3 separate regions of the Mus musculus genome follow, and all the other regions are linked to region 1. The links are chromatin contacts, called in public Hi-C and promoter capture Hi-C maps. All regions are on one chromosome and are shown on one strand. The core of a region is the stretch at or near the end of the contact, and the rest is flanking DNA. Distances in the headings are between cores, read along the strand shown.

Region 1 (4,722 bases), core at 671-3,170:
CCAGAGGCGGTCAGGGCTGGCCAGGATCTCTTTCCGTGGCTGCTCCATCTTGGCCAAAATTTCTTCTACTGTACAGGCTGCAAACCGCTCAGAGGAGGGACGGAAAGGGGCAGGGGCCTTCCTCACACCTCCCAGGGCAGCGCACCGAGCTGGGGGTGTGAGAGGGGGCAAGTCTTCTTTCCCAGCATCCTCCTTCCCAGACTCTTGGGTAACGTCTCCTCCAGCGGTTGCTTCAGCTGAAGGCCTTGGTGCAAACGGGAGGGGACGCTTGCTGACCCCATAGGGCTGAGGTCCTGCCAGCATGTTCATCTTCCGGGCAGAAGGCAGCTCAGCCAGGGGACCCCGAGGAGGGCGAGGCCCAACAGGCACCAGGAGGCTGGGTTTGGCAGGCAGAGCTGGCTTGCTGGGCAAGCCCCGGGGTTTGGGCTTGACAGGGGGCTTGGCTCGTGGGTCACCTTCGGAAGGAAGGATTCATTAGGAACTGTCAGAAGAACCATGAGACATAAATTCTTGTGACTCCTGCTGCACCGAATCTTCCACACTCCAACCTTGGAACCCATCGTTCTAGGTGCAAGTCAGTACCGCCTGTTCCAGGAAGGCTTCCTTGGTTTTTCACATCCCATTATATAGCCTACCTTCTCCAAACTCCTACAACGTGGGCTTTGACCCCTTATCCCTCTAGCATCCTATTTTGCTCCTAACACAGGTTCCTATCGAATGAATGAATGGAGCAGATAAGCATACCCACTTGCCTGGCCTCACCATACTGTCAGCCTGGGAACCCGATGGAGCCCTATTTCTTTACACCACATTTCCATAGTGAAGTTTTGACCCTAGCTGAGCTCCCCTTGTACACCCTGCTGCACCTCTTCCTCTTGCCACCTCAGTCATCCAGTTCATTATCAGGAATGCAAGCTTTCTATTGACCTATGTCAAACAGAAGTAAATCTGCCACAGGAAGGAAGAAGGAAAAAAAAAAAAAAAAAACAAGGGCAGAAATCCACCTTCTATATAAGGCATTGTAATGCCAAATAAAAGACCTTGGGAATTACTCACGGCCACAACCTTCTATAATAGAATCTTGTATCACCCACTCATTCAGCTAAGCATTTAAAAAGTCTAGACAGGGAGAAAGAAGGGCACTCCATTCTCCTTCTGTGCCTCAGTGTCTCCTCCTCCAAGGCTCCCTGGAGTTGTCTCAAAGGCTCTGCTTCCATACCGGCTGGGGCTCTACCTCACTCCCACCAGATGCCAAGGCCCGTGAGCACTCATTTCAGACTCACTGCCTCTCACCTCCACTGTCACTCCAGCTACCTGCCGGGACGGAAGAGGGGTGCAGCCTCCACCCCACCCCCGGCCCTCCTCCCAGCCAACGGCCCCACCCTGCACCCAGCACCCATTGGTACCTGGCTCGGAGCCAACAGGCGCCAGCTCCTCCTCCATATCCTGGGGCAGTGGGGAAGCCATGGCTGTGCCTTCCCTGAGAGTGGATCCTTTCATCACATAGGGCACACCCTGCCTGAGAAATAGGAAGCAGTGTGAGCCGGCCGAAGTGACTGAAGACCCAGGGAAGGGAGAGGTGGAGAAGGGAAAGCTGAGAAAGGCAACAGGCTTAGCCAAGGAAGTCTATTTCTAACCCAGGCAGTGTGGGACAGGAAGAGCGAACTCCAGGGGGAGGCCGGGAAGGTTCCCACAGCCACATCCTCAACTCTTGACACGACTCTCCAACCCTTGGCTCTGAACCTCAGTGATCCAGCACAGGAGGGAGCCACCTCCACCCACACCACCCCCAGGATCCGTCCTGTGATACCCTACTTACAGCTCCTGAGGCAACCCTCTCGGGTCAGGGAGCCCCACTAGAGGTGTCCACTCTGAGCGGAGCAAGAAGGCCAGAAACTCTCAAGTCTCTGGAATCACCTCATGGGACGGGAAAAACCCGCTCCTCCCCAACCTGGGGCTCCGCCCCACAGCCGGCCCCCCTCTTCCCATTCTCCTCCCTCCCTCCACGGCTGGGAGTGGCTCCCTACCCCCCCCCCATTCTCCTTTCACATCCCTGCCCCCCTCCAGCACTCAAGAGCTGTCTCATCCAAACACAGGGACATAAGAAATAAAAAGTAAGCATCTGGAATACATTTTTTTCCCTTTAATTTCTCAATCGTTTTGGCTTCAGCTTGGAATTTGATGAGGTAAAGCCAGGGCCTAGTCCTGTTACCATAGCAATGGCCTCCCACTGGATTTCCAGGGCCTAGCCAAGGGGAAGGAGGAGCCGGCCCAGGATGGGCAGGGAGGACAGACTGGGCTTGATTGCTTGTGGGGTGGGGGGTGTAACTGAGAGGAAAACTCCCTGGGGTTGCCCCTTCCAGGACAGTCAGGGAGGGACCTGCAAAAGCCTGTGACATAGGAATGGGTGTGCACCCTAAAGGAGTTTTGAGGGGTCAGAAGAAACTAAACCAGATGATAGCCACATGGTAGTAGCCTGTGCCAGGAGCCTCTGGAGCTGATATTGTAAGATCTAACAACTAAATGGGTCTGTCACTTCAGAGCTGTGCGACTAGTCTAAGGCATACTGCTTAAAAAAAAAAAAAAGTATTAAATGAGTTTCAAGTCAAACAATGCATGCAAAATACCAAGCCTGGAAGTGGTAAGTAACAGTTGGCCATTATTAATGTGACTCCATTCAGTGTCTCCCATGAGCTAACTAGCATCCTTGGTAACCACCTCTACCTACCTCTCCCCCTACCGTAGGCTGCGTCTCTAGACCATTCCTTCATGTCCCCCCCACCTCAAATTCTTCAGGCCTTCCACCCCCTCAGTTCCCACCCTGGCTGCTGAAGCACCCTCCCACTCTCAAGCCCCCCCTCCGGCTCTGGTGGTGACTAGTGAACACTGCTCCTCTGGTTCAAGAGCAAGGGAGACATGCCAAACACATGGAATGCACAGAGCCCTGGAGGGCAACCCAACCCTCTCCAACCTCAAGGCTCCCCTCCCACTCCAGCTGCTCTGAGAAGACAGTTCTCAATTCTAAGAGACCTGTGGTGCCCAGCCTTTGCAAAAGATGTCCCCATCCGCTTGACCCTGTCCCAGCTTATTTAAAGAGGGTACAGACAGTAACTCCGTCAATGTCAAAAGGCTGATCAGCCAACTACCAGGGGCTGTTTTCCTTGTATGTGGGTGAATAACGCTTGAAGGCGGAGAGATGACAGAAAAATTAAATTAAATTAAAAATATATACAAGATTGCTTGCTTGTCCTTGAACATTATTACAAGGGATATGGTGAAGGTGGTTAGAAATGGAGAAAAACTAGTCCAAAACAGAAAAACCCTCTCACCTGCGGTTGAGATAGGGGCTTGATGGACACCTCTGAGGTTAGAAAGAGCTGCAGAGATGAAAACAGGCTCCGAGTCCCCAACAGGGGAGGCGGTTACAGTACACAGGCCCCAGCCAGGAGCCCCAGGTAACCAAGGCCATGTCCATAAGCTGCAGAATCGCAGTACCTCAAGAACTCCCCACTCTTAGTGGTCTAGGGAAATCAGGCAGCCCTGGGAGTAGAGGCTGCCCCCAAAGAATGGAAAGGAGCTATGTAGCCCCAGCCCTGGACAGACACTCAGAAGGGCCTGAGGGCAAGCAGGGTCGTCCCTAAAGGTCTACCACTGGATGTTCAGCTAGTGCGATCAGGAGGGCTAAGTGTTGGAAGAGGGGGGCCAACAGGAAGATGGAACAGCCCAGGGCAAGGGGCTGTTTGGAGGGCCTCCGTGGGGAGCTTACGGACACCGAGCGGCTAGCCGAAGAGGAGGAGCAGACGAGGGTGGAGAAGGAGGGGGCGGCAGCAGCGGAAGACTGAGCGAGATGCCAAGCAGCCCTCGAAGGAACAGACGGAGGACTGACGACGAGGACTCGGTGGGGGCGGCCTAGCGTGGATGGGGGCGTGCCGTGGGAGCTAGGGAAGGGGGCCGGTGAGGGCAAGGAGGGGGTCCCTCGAGCAGCTCCGCCCGCCCCCGGCCCCGCCCCACCCTCGCCTCTCCCCGCTTTCTTCTGGCTCACTGCACGGACGCCTTCCACCCCCGCACACACGCGCCAGCTCCGCAGCGCCCGAGCGCCCCAGGCCCTCGCAAACTTTCCTGGTGACCCCCTCCCACCGCTGCCGCCCCAATCTAAGGTCCCGGCTGCTAGGCGCCGGGTTCTTTCCATGCCCTTCCCCGCCCCCATCCCCAGACCCCGCCTCCTCCGGCTGCCGCGCACTCACGCGCTCCCCCGGGACCGGCTCCACTCAGCGAGGCACCCCGACGCCAGTGACCGCTGCTGCCGCCGCCGCCACCGTCACCGCGGGACCGAGCCAGTGCAAGCCCCGGGGCCCCTCCCCTCGCTCCGCCCAGAGACACGCCCCCATGTTGCTCATGAATATTCATATAGGAAACCGGGAGTAGGAAAACGAAGCTGAAACAGAGTCGGGCGCACCATATGCAAACAAGCACAGATCCCACATAATTATTCATGACCTTGTAAATGAGGGGCCGGTCCTGATTCAGATTTAGGCGAAACTGACGCAATTTTACCCCAGCGCCACCGAGATGACTGCCTAGAGAGGAAACCGCCCTGGACAGCTTTCCCTGAGCCTACACTGATTACAGCACCATAGAGCGCGGGCAGCACGAAGGGAACTGTTGGCGGACTGAAGAGTCTTCCTGTTACACCTGAGCCTCCTGAGAGCGGCAAACGACGTG
Region 2 (4,722 bases), core at 1,270-3,769, 220 kb after region 1:
GGGCTAATACAGGTTCTGTCATGCAACCCTCACAGTAACCCACTGGGGCAGGCACAATCACTATCCCCACTTTACAGACGAGGAAATTAAGACACAGCTCAGTAAGAGCTGAGGGTCACACAAAGCTAGGTAGTCTGACTGCGCAGTCTGTATTTTAAAAACCATTCCAATTTGTAGTCTCCAAGACAAACCTACCGAGAGCTGCTGTCGAAAACCAGCAGATACCTGCTGGTTCCTGTATGATGTGCTAATGCTAGAGGCTTTCAGTTTAATATTGCAATGTCTTTATGGAGGGAGCAGTGCTTCTTAGGTCAGTTTTACTGATGAGTAACCAGTTATGACATTCAGCCTAAAGACACTCAGCTGCTGATGGTGCAGCAAGATGTTTCCAAACGGCTACAAGCAGTAGTTTGAAGTCAGGCTGAAGTTCTGGTCCTGACATTGCTACTGACCAGCTACAGCCCCTGAGATTATTAAACCCCTTGACACCTCAATTCCCCTGTGTTAAAATAGTACTAATAAAATTAACCCACTGATTTTCTTTCTTTCTTCCCTTTCTTTCTTTTGAGACTGGTCTCATCTATCCCAGGCTGGTTTTGAACCCACTATATAGCCAAGAATGATCCTGAACTATTTAGTCTCTGGCCTCTAACTGCTGAAATTATAGGCACCATGTCAAGATCAAACCAAGGGCATCCTGCATTCTAGACAAAAATCCTACGTTATTATATCCCCTTCTCCCTTTGAATTATTTTTAACTATTTACAAAACTGATAATGGGGGCCTGGAAAGTGGTTAAGAGAACTGACTGCTCTTGCAGAGGACCTAGGTTAGGTTCCCAGCACCCACACGGTAGCCCACAACTATCTTTGACTCCAGTTCCTGGAGATATGATGCCCTCTACTGGCCTCTGCGGGCATGCAAGCAAAACATCCATACACAGAAAACAAGTAAACAAACAAATAAATAAATTTAAAGTGATAATATATATAAAATGCTTTGCAAATGCCTAACACAGAGTTAAAGTATAATTTAGGCCGAGTGTGCACACCTTTAATCCCAGCACCCAAGAGAATGAGACAGGTGGATCTCTGAGAGTGAGGCCAGCCTGGTCTATACAGATTAAGCTGACAACCAAGGCAACACAGAGAAGCCCCATCGTGAAAAACAAGAACAAAACAACATCCACTCCATCCCCCCCAAAAAGGAAGAAAAACATTAATAAATATTAGCAACTAAATACTATTCATTACTAAATGGCTGTTCAGAAGGCTTAGGCGGCAAAGGCACTTGCTGCCAAACCAGAAGATTTGAGTTCAATCCAAGATGAGATCCTATTAAGCTGCCCTCTGACCTCCACATGTGTGGCGCTATGGCATGCATGTTGGCATTCATAAACAAACACAAAATACATAAACTACATAAACAAGGGTAAATGGGCTATCTAAGGAGAAAGAAAGATGGAAACGAGGAGAGAAGAGAAGAGAAGAGAAGAGAAGAGAAGAGAAGAGAAGAGAAGAGAAGAGAAGAGAAGAGAAGAGAAGAGAAGAGAAAGTGCTTATATGTTCTTGATACTCAGCAGAGCCTGGGCAGGAGATTCTCCATCATACACCCCTTTTATTCCCTCCAAATAGCCAACCAAGTCCTTCCAGTGACCTGTATTTACTTCAGCGAAGCACGCGGTGAGGGTGGGGCGGGATTAGGAGGGCGGGACTTGGCTCCACTACCTTATCGAAAGCATTCGTTACAAGTGCTTCACTCTGTCGGGCTAGGGGTGACTAGGGCGAGTTTTCCTAGACAAGGTGAAGCCGAGTGCTTCTCTTTACCTGTTGTACATGTCAGCCATCATCTCCACCTCCAGCTCCGCAGCCAGCTGCTGGGCTCTGAGCGGATCCATGTCAACTTAGCACCGTGGAGAGAATAGCCTCCTGGTCTTTAGTCCTAGGAGCGGACATGATCAGTCAGCATCGATCCCTCCCGGTTCACCCTAGTACCACCCCCCCGGGGGGGCTGGAGGGCGCGAGGAATTACAGTGTTTCAGACCAGCGGGGACCAATACCCCGCTCAGTAAACGTAATCAGCCCTCTTAACAGAAGTGGAGATGAGGCCCTTAAAGAGGACAGTGTCCAGCTCAAGGTCACTCGCGATGTCATGGGGCTCGGGGATGGAAACCGAGCCCTCTTAGTACCTCGAGATCACTCCTAGAGCCAGAGGATTGACAGTTGGGACGGAACACACAAAACCGTGGGTCTGAACCCATGCAGCCCCGAGAATGTGACCCTAACCACAGCCTAGGTTCCCGGGGTGGGTCTAAAGGCTGAGCCTCTGTCACGGCAATGGCATAATCAGGAATCAGGGTTACCCTGGGTATCAGACACCACGGCCCACTCACCACGGCCTGGGGCAGGTCACAGCTCCCGCAACGTCCCCAACTTCGGGTCAATAGTAAAAAGTTACCGGGTACCAAGGCAGGCGAAATAAGAAGCACGTGGGTCACTTCCGGAAGGAAGTCTAGCCTCTTCTTTGATCCGGAAGAAAACGCCGACCAGGCTGCGCTGGGAAACCGGCTACCATAGAGAAACCGACCTTAATTTGCTAGAGTGGACTCCAAAGTACCATAGAATGCTGAGTGAGTGGCAGAGCGCCGGCAGCCTTGTTAGCATTCCATCCCTCCGGTTGTCCGGGAGACGCCTGAGCGTTTGCAGTGTGGAAGAAGCTTGGCTCCCTGAACCCACCATGGAGAGCCCACGCCAGAGCGCAGACGGATCTTATGTGAAGAAAGGAGAACGTTTCCCAAAGGAGCCTGTCAATTTTGCATGTTAAAACACCTGGAGCACTTTAAAAAAAAAAAAAAAAAAAAAAAAAAAACACCTCAGCGCCCAGACGTTACCTCATACCCCTGAAATCAGAATCCCGGGGAGCAGTGTGCAACATTAACTAGTGGAGTTGCAGAGAAGATACACGATCGCTGCTCGCAGAAAAAAAGAAACATGTATAGAGATTGTCTTTATTTGCTTTTGAGGCAGGGTCCCATGGAACCTAGGCTGCTCTCTAATTTGCGGTGTAGCCGAAGATGACCTAGAACTTACGAACCTGCCTCCACCTCACTAGTGCTTCGGCTACAGATAAGCGCCATTATGCCTGACTTTTGCAATGTTGGGATGAAAACAGGACCACATGCTTAGGCAAGCACTCTATCAACTGCCCCAGTGCTGCAACATGTTTTACTGCACTTCTTTATTATAGCCCTACACATGCACAATAAATAAAGTAAGTAAATAAATAAATGTAATAATAAAAAGCATTGGGTTTATCCCTTTAAAATTTTATTAGGGCAAATTCACAACACAGAACACAGTCTAATGAACGTCATTGAATCTATCCCCAAGATTTAATAATTCTTACTATTTAGTCACATTTTCTTGATCTATTATCTTTAGCAGATGAAGTCTTTTTCCCAAAGTGCTATTTTCACATTCTCAGCTAATAGTGATGTTTTTTTCATCTCTCTTCCACAGTGCTGAAGGTTGAATCCAGGGTCTCATGCAAACCCTCCACAACTGAACTACACAGGTCATTTGATATACTATTTTTAAATTTAAATTTATTTATAAGAACATGTGTCCTTGGGCTGGAGAGATGGCTCAGTGGCTAAGAGTACTGACTGCTGTTCCAGAGGTCTTGAGTTCAATTCCCAGCAACCACAAGGTGACTCACAACCATCTGTAATGGAATCCAGTGCCTCTTCTGGTGTGTCAGAGCTACAGTGTACTCATAGATACAGAAAATAAATATATTGAAGAAGGAGGAGGAGGAGCCCATGGTAGGATCAAAGGAGGTCAAAGGACAACTGATTCTCGCAGCAACCAGAGTGATGTAAAAAACAAACAAACAAACAAACAAACAAAAAAAAACCCTACAACTGGATCATGTCACTCACCCCCTAGATGCTGCAGTAGTTTCTCATCATGGAGAAAGCCAAAGTCTTCTCAATAGCTTATAAGACCCTGCACTGCTTCTCTCCATGATGTGATCCATCCCCTGAGAAGAGCAAACTATAGGACAAATGGCTTACCTTGGCTTTTGGTTCACTCTATTCCACTGCGTCAAGGAAGGCATTGTGGCAGGAATGGGAGGCAACTGGTCATAGCATGTCCATAGCCAAGACACACAGAAGAATGCTAGTACTCAGCTCACTTTGGCCTCTTTATTCAGTCAGCTAGCCCAGTCCATGGCACATTGCTAGATACATATAGGGTGGGACTTCCTACCTCTGTTAACCCAATATAGAATTATCTCATGGACTTGCCTAGAGGTTTATCTTCTAAGTGGTTCTAGATCCTGTAATTAGATAATCAATGTGAGCCAGGACAAATTCCACATGATTCACCAACCCTATTTTCTTACTTTTACTTCCAACTACTCTCCTGCTGCAGTGCTTTGCCGGGCCATGCTGATACCCTCTCTATCAAATGCATCAAGCATACTCCCTTCTTCCTAGTTACTGTTCTCTGCCGGGGATGCAGGTGCTCCTCGCTGGCACAAGTTTACATCCCAAACTTGAGGTCTTTGTTCCTATATCACTTGCCGTATCTACAAGTATATTCTCCTCCCTACAAAACAAGCAAAAATAAAGACAAAGTCCTATTGCTTGCACCACTTCACCTTATTTTATAGAGCCTGTCACATCTAATGTAGTGCATATTTTACTTGTTGATGAGA
Region 3 (4,722 bases), core at 1,507-4,006, 150 kb before region 1:
ATCCAGAGGTAAACCATCCTTAATTACTATTAGGTTAAGATCAGTATTTTAGCCGGGTGATGGTGGCACATGCTTTTAATCCCAGCACTCAGGAGGCAGAAGCAGGCAGATCTCTGTGAGTTCAAGGCCAGCCTAGTCTACAGACCAAGTTCCAGGACAGCCATGACTACAATGAGAAAAACCTGTCTTGAAAAATCAAAACTAAAATAAAATAAGATCAGTATTTTATTTCTAAAATTACAGATGAGATTTAACAACAACCACCACCCCTTTAAGCTTGGAGGAGCTGATAACTTCATTCAGCAGAGAAGAGAAGTGTGTGTGAATGGGTTGCCATATTGTTCTGCACTAGACACTATAAAAGGCGAAAGGCTGCATTGTAAGAGAGAGACCTGGGAAGCTGATCTTCCTCTATAATCATATTTGAAGGTGAATCTCAATAGACAGGGTGAAGTCACTGACCTACAGAACTTCCTAAAGGCCCAGAACCTGTGTAAACTCAAGTTTCTTCTCTATAGCATCATTCCATTCCCCCCATCTAAACATAAGATATCATTTAGATACAATAAGCCCCAGGTCAGCAGACTGAAAGCATAGAGCCAATGTCAGACCTCTAAGGGATTATCTATATAAATCTCTGTGTGTACATGCCCAAGTATGTGGGGTGTGTGTGTGTGCTCGAGCGAGTGCACAGGTACATTTTGCATAGAAGTCAGAGATCAACCTTGGGTGTCATTTATTCTTCGGGAGTTTTTTGAGATAGCACTGGGATTACAAGCTTGCAGCGCTACACCCAGCTTTTTACTTGGATGCTAAGGGTAGAATTCAGGTCTCCGTGCTTGTATGGAAAGTGCTTTACCAACTGAGCCATTTCCCCAGTCCTATATAAATCTCCTAAGCTATAAACCTACCATCTGGTCAATTATTTAGCAAATGGTAAATGTACAAAGAGTTATTTTTAAAGGAAAAGAAAGCAAATGTGGAGGTTGTAATGCAACAGCACTAAGGAGGCAAGAAGATTGAGAATTCAAGGTCAACCTGAACTGCACAGCAAGACACCTGATGAGAGAAAAGAGGAGAGAAGTGAGATAAGGAGAGGAGAAAGGAAGAGGAGGAGAGGGGAAGAGGAGAAGGGAGAGAGAAGAGAGAAACCACCTATTTAATCAAACCAACTAGCCAAGCCAATGTGCAAATTATGACCCACTGTAAAGACACTTACTCAAGAAAAGAGATGGTACCAGGCGTGGTGACACACGCCTTTAATCCCAGCACTTGGGAGGCAGAGGCAGGCAGATTTCTGAGTTTGAGGCCAACCTGGTCTACAAAGTGAGTTCCAGGACAGCCAGGGCTACAAAAAACAAAAAAAGAACAAAAAAGAAAGAAAGAGAGAGAGAGAGAGAAGAAAAGAAAAGAGATTGTGTGAATTTCACTTTCATCTGAACTCAATAGAATGAGAATCTTAAAGGGAACAGAACAACAAAAGGGATTCCTAGAACCCTTAGAAAGAAGAAAGAAGCATAGTGTTCTTTGACCATGGGTGTCTGTGTGTGTGTGTGTGTGTATCTGTGTGTGTGTGTCTGTGTGTGTGTGTGTGTATCTGTGTGTGTGTGTGTGTGTGTGTCTGTGTGTGTGTGTGTGTGTCTGTGTGTGTGTCTGTGTGTGTGTGCGCACGCGTGCAAGTGTGGGTGTGTGTATTAAATATATGCATATCCATGTTCATTTATGTGTGCATACACATGTGTTCACATGCATGTGGAGGCCAGAGGTGTCTCAATAACTCTCCACCTTGCACACTGAGTCAAGATCTCTGTGCCAGGCAGCTACACAGTACTGAGGATCAAGACCCCAGTTTTGTGTTTGTACTGCGGGACTTTTACCCAACCCAGGACCATGATACTTTTTACTGGCCACTTCCATTCCCTAAGGATATAACCAAGAATCTGTAGTGGTCCAGGTACCCTCATTTAAACTAGGCAATTGTTTCCTTGCATCCCAAGGGCTCTCAGCTCAATTGGTACTCCAGCTGAATCCCCTAGCCTCAGATAACTCATGGGGTAAGGGCTTAGAAACAAGGAGCAGAGGAAATAATTCACCTGTAATTCTTTCTAATATGCAAGCTTCATCTAATCACCTGGTGCTCCAACCTGGACACAGATGTCATAAAGCAGCTAAATAGAAAACATTTGCCCATCGGATAAACAAACACTAAGAATCAACCATGTTTCTTTTCTCTGCCCATCATTATGCTTGCCTTCATTGCTCTCATCTATTTTGCTTTTCCCCATCCCCATTACATTCCTCTCCCCATTTTATGCCTTCTCTTGTATCCCTGTGGAGTGAGATGCACTTAAACTCTCCATGTTCCATCTAAGATTTCAGACCAATGCTCTATCCTTTCCTGGAGAGCCCTCTTGCCCTCTCTCCATTGCCTGCTCTTCTGCCCTAATCCCTGTTCTGGGGCTGCCTACCCTCCTCTCCTTTCTTCCCCTTGCCCTACCCACTAGGACCCTGAGGGTGGCTGTAAATTCACCAGGAGTACTTCATTCTCTTTTCTCATCTTGGTGGGGTCTATAGCCAGTTCCCCCTGTTGCTCAGAGATGTGGAGGCAGTTGCTAAGAGACAGTGAAACGTCATTACCTGGCCCTCGAGGAAAAAAAAGGGGAGTGAAAGAGAGAGAGGAGGAGAGAAGGATGGAGGGAGGGGGAGAGCCAGAGAGAGAGAGGAGGGAGGGGAAGACCTGGCTCTGGCGGAAGCCACACACCAAGGCAGCCTCGGCACCAGCTGAGTTTCCCAAGAGGCATTCAGATTCTGTGAACTTTCTAAGCATCCTCTCTCAAATTTCCTTTCAGCGTAAAAGAAGGGGCACAGGGACCACAGGACAGGAAACCGCAGAAGATGCTGGCCTGGGATGCAGGAGACATGGAAGAGGAGAGTCGGGGGAGGGGAAGAGCCGGATAGGCAATCTGTTCGGAAGCTAGCAAGCAAAGGAGCGGGGGATTCCAGGATGAGGGAGGCAGAGCCGTTCGTCTGCGTAAGATTGATGTCTGTGTCCTTGGAACAGAGTGAGTAGTCTCCTGAGGGCCCGCGGGAGTATAGCAGAAGACCCCGAAGCTAAGAAAAATTAGTCTGTATAAGGGGGTGCCGGGGTGATTTCCCAATGGGTGAGACTGAAGCTACGAAGCAGTGGGGAACTGGGTGGGGAAATGACCGAGCGACGACGGGATAAAGGGGTGGGGGTAGTGGGGGCAAGTGAGGACAGCAGGTGAGTAAAAGAAAAGCTGAAGCCACAGAGAGTGAGGGATGAGCAGCGGGGTGAGGCCCTGGGTGGGATGAGGTTCTCCATCTCTTTGCCAGACCAAGTATGTGTGTGGGCTTAAGCAGGAGGCTGGGAGCTGGAGAGTAGAACATAAAAGGATGCTGGGGTTAGGGCTGTGCTGTGGTATAAAAGATGCCGGGGCACACTTGGGTAGGGAATGTGTGTAGAAAGAAGCTGGGAGGGGGTACAGTGAAAGTATGTGTGTGTGAGTGTGTGTGTGTGTGTGTGTGTGTGTGTGTGTGTGTGTGTGTGTGTATGTGTGTGTGTGTGTGTGTAAGAAAGAGATGGGGGGGGGCTGAAAAAGTGGATAAGAGGGGTGTACAAACTGCCAGAGCTTAGATGCATGTTTTTCTTGGGGAGTTTTTCAGGGTGGGGTATTTGGTGCTCACGAGGGTGGAGCTATGAGCAATAGAAGAAAATGCACCCAACTCCGGACAGAAACCTAGGAGAAGAATTTCAGGTCAGATGGATGCGGTTAGTAGGTGGGTGTAGACTGGGTTTCTGAGCTCACTGTGGTCCTCATCTGAAAGATAGTGAGCAAAGAACTTTGTGGTTGGGAACAGATAGGTTCAAAGAAGAAAGAAGAGTAAAGTAAGGAGGAGTGAAGACAAAGGAGCAAGGCAAGGGGGCAGGGATGTAAGGACACTAGATTTCTTTGCCTGAATGCTTTTCTTGTTGACAGAGTGACTTCTGCCTCCGCCTGCTGAGTGCACAGCTGAGCATGGTGACAGCTTGAAGACATAGATAATGCTTTTGTAACTGACCCTTACCTGTGCCTCCAGACTCATGGTGTTTTCCACATTTCGTGGTCCAGACAGTGGGTGTCACTTGGGACTCACCCCTCTCTGGGAAGCAAAGAGCATCCCTTGAGAATCCAGAGACCACTGAGACTGAATGTTCAGGCTTCTAGGAGACCCATGGGAACATACTTCTCCCCCATCCTAAATCTCTGGCCCCAGGTCTCTTGTGAACTCATGCCCACTGGGCCACCAGGAGAAATGGCCTCTGGGACCTTGAATGTTGGAGATCAAGGTGCCGTTCTGACTTCCTAATCAGTCCCAGACCTAGGACAGGGCTTAAGTTTTCTTAGATGAAGTGCCAGGACCTTTAAAGGGCACCTTTCATCCCCCTCACATCCTCCCCTGCCCCACCCACCTGTCAGACACAGCACAAGAGGAAGCATCCAGCAGGCATGGGTGACAGAAGCACAAAAGATCTACAGGGACCCTTCCAGGGCCTGCTGACAGCTGTTCCAGCTCCATCCTTGTTCCCCTAGTTTCTTAAGCTTTGATCATCCTTTCAGACCCTGGGGTACCTCAACTGGGTCCATGCTCCCCAGGGTCTACAAAGGGACATCCTATGAATCTTAGGAAGTCCTTGGGTGTTGAGAGGCTCTCAAGGAAGTG

What was found. Promoter capture Hi-C pulls out the DNA fragments that hold promoters and counts their contacts. Hi-C and Micro-C count contacts between places; a contact is called where the count stands out from the background.
Region 2: a contact with region 1 is called in a Hi-C map of rod photoreceptor, with 5 times the contacts expected there. The contact joins the promoter of Timm10 here to the promoter of Tnks1bp1 in region 1. A contact is called at or near these places in 19 of 39 promoter capture datasets (the C10 cell line, the SN4741 cell line, cranial neural crest and 13 more), 1 of 15 datasets of contacts at CTCF or cohesin (the NIH/3T3 cell line), 19 of 484 Hi-C or Micro-C datasets (CD4 T cells, CD8 T cells, Sertoli cells and 12 more), 15 of 115 datasets of contacts at active chromatin or transcription factors (the 230-238 cell line, effector CD8 T cells, embryonic forebrain and 7 more) and 4 of 9 other capture datasets (adipose tissue, liver, macrophages and 1 more).
Region 3: a contact with region 1 is called in a promoter capture Hi-C map of hippocampal neurons, with 2.2 times the contacts expected there. The contact joins the promoter of Lrrc55 here to the promoter of Tnks1bp1 in region 1. A contact is called at or near these places in 2 of 39 promoter capture datasets (hippocampal neurons and liver), 1 of 115 datasets of contacts at active chromatin or transcription factors (pancreatic cancer cells) and 1 of 9 other capture datasets (pancreatic islet).

What each region holds. Positions count from the first base shown.
Region 1 is chr2:85,047,658-85,052,379 of GRCm38.p6, reverse strand. It overlaps Tnks1bp1 (tankyrase 1 binding protein 1), which reads right to left and starts at 1,920. Exons shown (of 12, transcript NM_001081260.2): 1 at 1,820-1,920; 2 at 1,407-1,519; 3 at 1-455. The coding sequence starts at 1,500.
Region 2 is chr2:84,824,818-84,829,539 of GRCm38.p6, reverse strand. Timm10 (translocase of inner mitochondrial membrane 10) reads right to left here and starts at 2,519. Exons shown (of 3, transcript NM_013899.2): 1 at 2,393-2,519; 2 at 1,827-1,941. The coding sequence starts at 1,897. It also overlaps a transcript of Smtnl1 not described here.
Region 3 is chr2:85,196,784-85,201,505 of GRCm38.p6, reverse strand. It overlaps Lrrc55 (leucine rich repeat containing 55), which reads left to right and starts at 2,756. Exons shown (of 3, transcript NM_001033346.4): 1 at 2,756-3,062; 2 at 3,999-4,722.